Regions from separate parts of the Mus musculus genome. Here regions 1 and 3 are each linked to region 2. A link is a contact called in public Hi-C and promoter capture Hi-C data. All regions are on one chromosome and are shown on one strand. Each heading gives the region's core, a stretch centred on a gene start, on an enhancer-like site or on the middle of the called end of the contact. The rest is flanking DNA. Distances are from core to core; before and after follow the strand shown.

Region 1 (3,183 bases), core at 332-2,831, 200 kb after region 2:
ATATTGCCCAAGAAGTTGTGAATCCAAGTTCCTGAAGACACATAAACACTGCCAGATGCCATCATGGCTCAGGGGATAATTTCAGAAAGTCACTCATCCAGCAAACTAAACTACAGCATTACTAGTCTACCATAAGCAATAGAGAAATCCATTTAGCACAACTATGCACTCTACACTCTGTAATGAAACCACAGTCTAATCTAGCATGAACCCAGATAATCTCTTTCAGAAAACAGTGTGAAGTGATTGATGGTAAGCTCAGGCTGTAGACAAAGCAAAGACCATCAGCCTATCACATGGTCCGCCTCTCAGGAAACACTGCTCTTAACCAGTGTATCATGGGGGATAATGCCTATGAAGACTTACTTATCAAAATTAATTTTGAGTATTAATTGGATTTAGTATTACAAAACTCAAACATCTAAATTCGGTTTCTTTTTAAAAGAGTACTGTACTACAATGTGAGAAGGCCCATTCAGAATAGTCAGTCAGGGCAGAATGTTTGCTAAACACCCAAGTTTCCCTTGTGGATAATGTGATGATCATAGCATGCTGAAGAAGGTTTTAGTTTCTTTGCCTTCTTCCACTGGTAATATTTTAAATGCCATTTTTAGACTAATTTATAAGTAAAATGAACAGGATAATATATGTGCTATCAATCAATATCAATCGCTGTTATATAATCAGGAATCAAGATCTCTTTCTGTGACCTAGCAAATCACTCCACTCTTCCTTACCAAAGTACTTCACAAATGACTCAAAATCTTCTTCACCTACAAAATGCTTTCAAATTTCAGATGCAATGCAACTAATAGCAAGAGCCTTTGAGAGAAAATTTCAGCAATATTTGCATATAAAATGATAGGCTTTATATAGCTTAGGTACTTTCAAAATACTATTTTTAAAGTTAAACTATTAATGTCAAGGGTGATTTAAATGTGTGGTCTTACTTTTGTGTAAATTTATTCTTTCATTTAAATATTCACTTTTCTTTTCATCAAGCAGGCTATTCTTATGGAGAAGGGTCTCAGTGTAGCTAGCTTGAGCTGTCCTGAAGCTCATGGAGATTCTACTGCCTCCCTCTGCCTCCTACGTACTCGGAATAAAGGTGTGCACCATCATGCCTGGCCCAGCAAACTGCCTTTCAAGAGAGACCCCAAGATATTTTTTAGCATTTTGACTGACAATACAATATAAGTGTGTGTGAGAGAGTGTGTGTAATAAATTATTTAAAAGAATAAAGTAAGTGTGGGGGTATACATCAGTGGTAGAATATATACTTGGATGAGGGTGTATATCAGTGATAGAATACATACTTGGATGAGAGTGTATATCAGTGATAGAATATATACATGGATGAGGTAGGGCTCCATCCTCACACCACTGTCCCAAAGAAAACAGATAAAACATACCCAGTCAACTAAGGGATCTAAAAAGAATAAAGTAAACAAATACAAACAATAAAGGTATTTAAAAAACAAGTAATTGATATGTTCTACTGCCTAAAATTATAAATGGGGTGAGGCTGTAATTTAGTGGCAGAATCCTTGTCAGGCACGCAGAAAACAACAGGATGCATGTGTCATAAGGGAAGGGGAAGCGAAGGATAGAGCAGAGGACAGGGCGGGGCAGGAAGAAGAGCTCAGCATCTAAAATGGTTATCATTTTTCTTTCTTGGAGGAACCAAAACTACCACACACACAGAGGGAACTAACAAATGGAGGACTTAATTACGGGGTTGGGGGTGGGGGAGGGCTTGTTCATATTCCTGATTGTAGTATAAGTGCAGCAATAGTAAAAACCGCTGACTCTAAATGCATTTAACTTTTTCAAAAGTTACACTGATGATATATTAATCACAGTTATAGGCTTATTAGGAATATAATTACACAAATTTAGCCATGTAATTTTATTTTATGGAAATTATATAAGCCTTAATATTTTTATTCCTGACAAACAGTAAAATTATGTAATCTTTATTAAAAATTCAAATGGAATTTTGGTCCATGAGTGTGGGTTAATACTATGAAAAAGGAAAATAACTGTTTCTAAGCAGACTTTTCTATGTTGCCATAGGGATGAAAGCTGGACACTGTACCTCACACAGCAGAAGGTCAATGATGTGGAACACCATGCAGAGTGGAAACTTGGCAGTAAAGAGAGTGAGGAACCACTGGGATGCATACATATGAGCTTCCAGGTTCAGATCACAGAAGTGGCTGTACAGGTCTGGCAGCTGTTCCTAAAAGCCAAAAGCAAAGGGTGAGGAGAACGATTACCAAGGAAGTATTGTCGTTTGCAACAACTGTAGTGTGCACCTGCATGTCAGTGCACAGAGGTGATGACAGGAGATGGGGATAGACACACGACAGATGAGTGTGGACAGAAACAACTGGGTGCAACAGGATTATCCTTGCGAACATGAAAGAGAGTTCCTGCTTCCTGGAAAAATCTTGTTCTCTCAGAACACCTTCATTCTAATGACAATTCTTAGACTAAGGTAAGAGACAGGATTCACCTCCTACCCACCTAGAAACAAAATATATCTTCATACTCACAGACCATAATTTCATTTGAACTTTTAATAAACATTAGATCATTTTATTATTTGTCAGTTGTAAATGTTGCAAATTCTCAATGTTATCTGAGGTACACAGTATACTTTTAGAGTAATTTGCGCACTTGGAAACTCTAAACCATGACCAGACATAAAGACCTAACTGTGGACTGGAGAGGTGGCTAAGAGCTCAAAGCTGGTGCTGGTCTTCCAGGGGACCTGAGGCTGGTTCCACGCACCCAGGTCAGGTACCTTGCATCCACACGCAGCTCTAGCTTCAGGAGATCGGCTGCCCTCTCTGGCCGACTTGGTCACCCAAATACAAATATAAATGCATCCAGGTAATACATAAATACATACATACATACATACATACATACATACATACATACATACATACATACATAAATATTTCTTTAAATATCTCATCATGATCATATAAAAATGACAAAGTAAAACTGTACAAGAGTGCAATACAAGATAAATAGCTCCTAACAATGCTATTTATCTTGTAGTGTGTGTGTGTGTGTGAGAGAGAGAGAGACAGACAGACAGACAGACAGAGACAGAGAGACAACCATTTTTGTATCAAATGCTCATATTGAAGAGGACTGAAATGTATCTAT
Region 2 (2,841 bases), core at 11-2,510:
AGTAGGACAGCTTTCGCTTTTACAGTGAGTGCTCAGGCATGGCGAAATCTCAGAGGTTTGAAATGAATGTCCTACTACTGGATACATCAAGAAGCATTTGCTTCACGGGATTATCAATAATACTAAAGAAGATAATATGTGTAAGTCATTATGCATACTGCTTACTTAGCGTACAGAGAGTAATCACTAAAAACCTATTTGCTTAAACATTCTCTAGGCTTAATACAAATGACCACATAATGTTCACTTTCTTCTTAGCTCATCATCTTAAGACAATTAATAGGGAACAAATGACCCAGACTTTCCATGTCGCCCTGCTTCCCTGAGACCAGGCTGAACTCGCCCTGACTGAATGGGGACTTCCGCAGCTCCTGATCTTTGCCACATGCTTCATTTATGACTTCTATCAACTTCCACTGGACCAGGATGAATGGAATCTATAGCTGAAAGGGACTAAATGGGTTTCTTTTTCTACCTTCTATTCCCTCTGCTCCAAGCAGCCTGATTTGGTTTTGTTTGTTTGTCTTCATTTTCAAAGTCAATTTAGGGGTTGGGGATGTGGTTCTGTGGTAAAGTAATTGCCTAGCACGGCCTGAGTTCTGGAGTTCAATCTCTAGCCCTTGGCAGAAGAAAAAAAATCTGATTTAGTGCTGGTTCCCACAGCTTCATCCTGCCCTATTATTATTATTCTCCATAGTATTTAGGTCTTATCTCCCATTTAAAAACCTTTGAGTTGGGGCCGGGAGATCTGTATTGGGAAGTCATGCTGCTTTTGCAGAGGATCCACATTCGTTCCCAGCACCCACATGGCTGCTCACAAAGGTCCCTAACTATAGTTTCAGGGGATCCGACTCCCTCCTTTGGCCTCCTCAAATACCAGGCACAATCTTAAAAACACATTAAAATGAAATTAAAAGCTCTGAGTCACACAATTAGTTGTTTAAATTGGGAAACTAAAAAGTCATAGCAGAGACCATTTTAAGCCATCCTTCAATTTTAAGCTGATGACATTATCAATGAATTTGTATTTAAATCCTATAAAAATTCAGTCAGCCCACAGGCATCAATGATTTACTGTCTGAGACTCATCTAGGGTTTTCTGACCTGGGCCTATCTATTATGAACATTTTCACTTTAGGAAGCAGACTGCAGAGGAGATTTCAAAGTGTACATGACCGCTTCCATCCTAGTACTCATCTCTGAAAATGCTTGCAGAAGAAAACAGGAAGTCCAGAGACTGTCAGCACTGCTGTGAGGAACCAGGGAAGCCAACCAAGCAGAAGGTTTCCTGGAGACAGTTACCAGGTAATGAATACACACTACTTGTCTTAGGTTATTCGAGCTGTGATAAAAACACAGTGACCAACTGAAGCTTAGGGAAGAAGGGGTTCACTTCAGCTTACACTTTCAGGTAGCCATCCATCACTGAGGAAAGTCAGGCCAGGAGCTATTAGGGAAGGGCTTCTATATCCTGACTTGCTAAGCCTGCTTTCTTTATACAACTCAGGACTACCTGCCCAAGGGTGGTACCATCCACAATGAGCCATACCCTCCCCTGCACCCCACACACACACCCATCAAGAAAATGTGAAATACGCTTGACCCCAGTCAATCTGTGCTAGGCATTTTCTTGACTTAGGTCCCCTCCTCCTAAATGATTCCGGCTTGTGTCAAATTGATCCAAAACTAGCTGGCACAGAACCGAAGGGCTTTCTGAATTCCTACATCTTCTCCAAGAGGTAGACAGGTTTTATACCTACAGACTGATAAAGAGCTGCCCAGGGTAGAACAGTCAAGACTCGAACCAGGGCACTGTTCAACAGTGCCTTCTGTTGTCTTCCTTGTTTTGTTTAATGAGACAGGCTCTTAGGTGGCTCAGGGTAACTATGAGGCTGAACTCCCAATCTTCCTCACTCAGCCTCTTAATTGCTAGGATTAAAGCTATATACCTACATACCTGGTCCTACACTTGATCTATGCTCTTTATACACAGTTCTACATGTCACAGACGAGAATTATGGCTGTAACAGAGAGGTGCCTCCAAATGTCAACGTGGCATTAGTATGCTCTTGCTGACTAATATTTTTAGGTAATTATTCTGGCAGCTCTTGGTGTAGGAAAATTACTGATAAAGGATTTAAAAAAGTATGTCACACAAGTTGTTTGGAACCAAGCCAAACCTTTCTCGAGACTTGCATTTTCCACTCTGTAATTAGCACAAGCTGTCCCCTTCCACCTGCCACCCACCCAGTATCTATACAGCAGCTCACTGTGTGAGAAGGCACAGGGGAAGTAGGGTATGCCTTCAACTCCAGCATTTGGGAGGAAGAGGCGGGTAGATCTCTGGGACTTCTAGGACAGCCTGGTCTACATAGTGAGTTCCAGGACAGCCAGAACTACATAGTGAGAACTCAGCTCAAAACAAAACAAAAACAAAAAACAAACAAACAACAACAACAACAACAAAAAATAGAACAAATAAACCAAGAGAAATGAACAGAGCTAGCACCGTGGCCCTCACCCCCGAAGGAGCTGTTGCAGCATCATTTCTATACAGTGAAGGACAAACTCACCTGATCCAAGTCATTCCGCAGAGCAATTTTGCTTGTCACTAGTTCATGGGCAAGGTCATCATTTTCTTGTTCCAACCTCATGCTGGCCTCCTGTAATCTTCGGTTCTCCCTCTGAAGAAAAAGAGCGAGAGCCAGAAGTCCACATTAGCCCGCAGGTAGGAGTAGAAAGTGGCAGGGGAGAAACAAGCGACAACAAGTGAACTCTCAGAGGTGTAGAAGGGCGGGCACAGTGGCACAGGAAGCAGCTGCTGTCTGGGAAACAACAGTG
Region 3 (2,996 bases), core at 237-2,736, 150 kb after region 2:
TTTAGTTCCAGCTAAAGGATATCTATTAGTATCTGTGAGTTCAAGGCCAACCCAGAGATATGTGAGACTGCCTTAAAACAAAACAAAACAAACAAAAGAGCATATATATATATATATATATACATATATATGCATATATATATATATATATATATATATATACATACATGAATTAGTATTTAAATGTGCCAAGATCTGGGTTAATTACATTAAAATCATATCTTATTTTGTTTGTTTGGGTGGTTGGCTGGGTTGTTTTTTGTTTGTTGGTTTGGTTTGGCTTGGGTTTTGGTTTTGGTTTTTCAAGACACAGTTTCTCTGTGTAGCCCTGGCTGTCCTGGAACTCACTCTGTAGGCCAGGCTGGCCTTGAACTCAGGGATGCACCTGCCTCTGTCTCCCAAGTGCTTGGATTAAAGGCATGCACCAATACTGCCTGGCTTAAAAACATATCTTTATTCCTCACACATCAACCCTAAGCTTTCACAAAAAGAAATTATGATTTCCAGGATGAGCTAGGAATAGTAGTACATCTACCAGAAATCAGAGGATGAGGCAGGAGGATGGAAGGTCCAAGCCACCCTGGGTTACACAATGAAGCCTTACTTCAAAATTCAAAAAACAGCTTTACAGAAATCCATGTGGATTTTCTAGGGCTGCCCAGTACAAGCTACAGATCACGGATGGTAATTTAAGCAGCACAGTTATAAATGTCATCTTATAAAGCACTAAGTCAGAGAAGGCGACTCAGTAACAAATGATTATTTACAGCATAGATCTCAAAGTAGCACCCTATGTTTTACTGGTGTGTGTGTGTGTGTGTGTGTGTGTGAGAGAGAGAGAGAGAGAGAGAGAGAGAGAGAGACAGAGAGACAGAGAGAGACAGAGAGAGAGAGAGACAGAGAGACAGAGACAGAGAGACAGAGAGACAGAGACAGACAGACAGAGACAGAGAGACAGACACAGACACAGAGAGAGACAGAGTCCTGTATGGTGGTGCTGAGTAGAGGTCTCTGGGTCCCTTAAACAGGATTGTGGAACTCTGACTTCCTCCCCCCTTATACTTTCTGGTTATGAGGTTAAGAGGTTTTGTTCTAACAATATGAACTAACCAGAACCTCCATAGCTCCCTGGGACTAAACCACCAACCAAAGAAAACACACGGAGGGACTCATGGCTCTAGCTGCATGTGTAGCAGAGGATGGCCTAGTCAGTCATCAATGAGAGGAGAGACCCTTGGTCCTGTGAAGGTTCTATGCCTCAGTATAGGGGAATGCCAGGGCCAGGAAGCGGGAATGGGTGGGTTGGTGAGCAGGGGGAGGGGGGAGAGGGGAGAGGGGATTTTCAGAGGGGAAACTAGGAAAGTGGATAACATTTGAAATGTAAATAAAGAAAATATCTAATAAAAAAAAGAGGTTTTGTTCTGAACTGCTGTCATGACGTGCTACTAACCATAGGTCTAAGGAAATGAGGTCATCTAACCACACAGTGAAATTTATAAACTGTGAGCTAAAAGAACCCTTTTCTCTTTGTAGATTATCTCAGGCACATATTACAGCAGTAAAAAGCTTAGAGGACAATAAGGAAATTTACCCTTATCTCAGTATTATTTAATGTATCCTCCAAATTCAAAGGATTAAAGGAAGTCCTCCATTTAAATACAAGTAAAACCACAGAGCAGAAAGTAAAAATAGGTGCATTGCACCCAAACAAAACTCTATCATTTGTTTCAATATTGAAAACACTCACAAAAAAGTGGCTGACTGCTGTCAGGATATGAGACAATAACAATCCAGTCTGTTGCAGAAAGAATGGGTTATCACTTTCCTCTAGTGATGGCAGATTGAAATCAGCCTTGTGTTCATGAAGAAATGGTTCTTTAATTGATCTGGACACTGCAGTTTCATAATCCAGTCACAGTCTGGCAACATGTTTGCCTTAAAGAACACCTACAACTAATTGCCCCAAATTGAGCTCTAATGTGCAGATGACAGTGCTCCTGGGTAGACTAACTACTAAGCCCTCACAATCCTACATAAATAAAGGCTGGCAGTTGAGCACTCACTGAAAGAAAGACTGAACATTTGGCTGTGATGAGCAGACAACCGTGGGTTCAGAGAAAGCTGGCAGCTTATGAGAGACGCTATCAAAAGCCGTGCTGACAGCACTGGGGAGACAAGGTCATGTCAAGAAAGGGCCACATGCACATCAACACCTGGGTCAGCATGTGGGAAAGGAAAGTTACCAATGGAGTGCAAGGTCAACAAATCTGAAGGGACCAAGATAAAAGGATGCCACGGGCAGCAGGAGGAATGGAAGATATACTGACCAAAGAAAACAGCATACTAAAATCAAATCAAGTGACAAGCACATCTGATAATTGCTAGTATTATTAGGACATTCATTAACCTACCATCTTCAGCACTTTATGGCTTTTTTTCTCCATGAGTCCTCCTCTATAAATCTGTGCAATATTTGTAATTGTTACCATTTCTGAGCCAGAAAAACTGAGCCTCAGAGGCACCACACTGTTGCTAGCTCTTAACGCCAGGTTCAGAATTAGGACTGTCAGCGTGACACAGATCCTCGGGATTCTCATTCACTTCATTGTAAGCTTATTCAGTAAAACTTCCGGTAGGTACCTGTGGTGGTGAGGGATGGCTACAAGTCCCTGACACTTCTCCCACTGAGAGGTAGGGCCTCTGGACTCTCTGAATTGGGGAACTATGTCACTGCTTTGATGAGCGAATACGGTGGGAGGGATGCAAGGCCTGCTTCTGAACCCTGGATTCAGGGACTGATTCTCTGCTCTCTCTGACTAGTCACTCTTGCTATGGCATAGGAAGGACAAGAATACTTAGACCTTCATGTTCTAAGATGAACAATGAGAGGGCATGGTGGACCAGACAATGTCACTGATAGACCAAGGATTGCCAAGATGCTGATATATAAAAGAAGTGAATTATATGTTCTAATTCATGCCACGTGAACCAAAAAT

Evidence for each region. A called contact is a pair of places that touch in the nucleus more often than the background predicts. Capture Hi-C pulls out chosen DNA fragments and counts their contacts.
Region 1: a promoter capture Hi-C map of adipose tissue shows a contact between it and region 2. The contact joins two enhancer-like sites. A contact is called at or near these places in 2 of 115 datasets of contacts at active chromatin or transcription factors (cardiomyocytes and embryonic stem cells) and 3 of 9 other capture datasets (adipose tissue, liver and pancreatic islet).
Region 3: a contact with region 2 is called in a Hi-C map of bone marrow-derived macrophages, with 21 read pairs. The contact joins two enhancer-like sites. A contact is called at or near these places in 3 of 484 Hi-C or Micro-C datasets (Th2 cells, bone marrow-derived macrophages and embryonic stem cells), 1 of 115 datasets of contacts at active chromatin or transcription factors (large pre-B cells) and 2 of 9 other capture datasets (adipose tissue and pancreatic islet).

What each region holds. Positions count from the first base shown.
Region 1 is chr1:160,439,725-160,442,907 of GRCm38.p6, forward strand. It overlaps Rabgap1l (RAB GTPase activating protein 1-like), which reads right to left. Exons shown (of 21, transcript NM_013862.5): 17 at 2,099-2,242. Among named protein-coding and RNA genes, the nearest start is that of Gpr52, 140 kb to the right of the region's middle. Within about 2 kb of position 1,582, at least 18 of the 459 cell types and tissues checked have an H3K27ac peak or open chromatin away from gene starts, as enhancers often do. A contact at or near this core is called in adipose tissue, where this site is marked.
Region 2 is chr1:160,244,886-160,247,726 of GRCm38.p6, forward strand. It overlaps a transcript of Rabgap1l not described here. Among named protein-coding and RNA genes, the nearest start is that of Cacybp, 33 kb to the left of the region's middle. Within about 2 kb of position 1,261, at least 104 of the 459 cell types and tissues checked have an H3K27ac peak or open chromatin away from gene starts, as enhancers often do. A contact at or near this core is called in adipose tissue and bone marrow-derived macrophages, where this site is marked.
Region 3 is chr1:160,395,750-160,398,745 of GRCm38.p6, forward strand. The region is part of intron 17 of Rabgap1l (RAB GTPase activating protein 1-like); the gene reads right to left. Among named protein-coding and RNA genes, the nearest start is that of Mir1927, 100 kb to the left of the region's middle. Within about 2 kb of position 1,487, at least 20 of the 459 cell types and tissues checked have an H3K27ac peak or open chromatin away from gene starts, as enhancers often do. A contact at or near this core is called in bone marrow-derived macrophages, where this site is marked.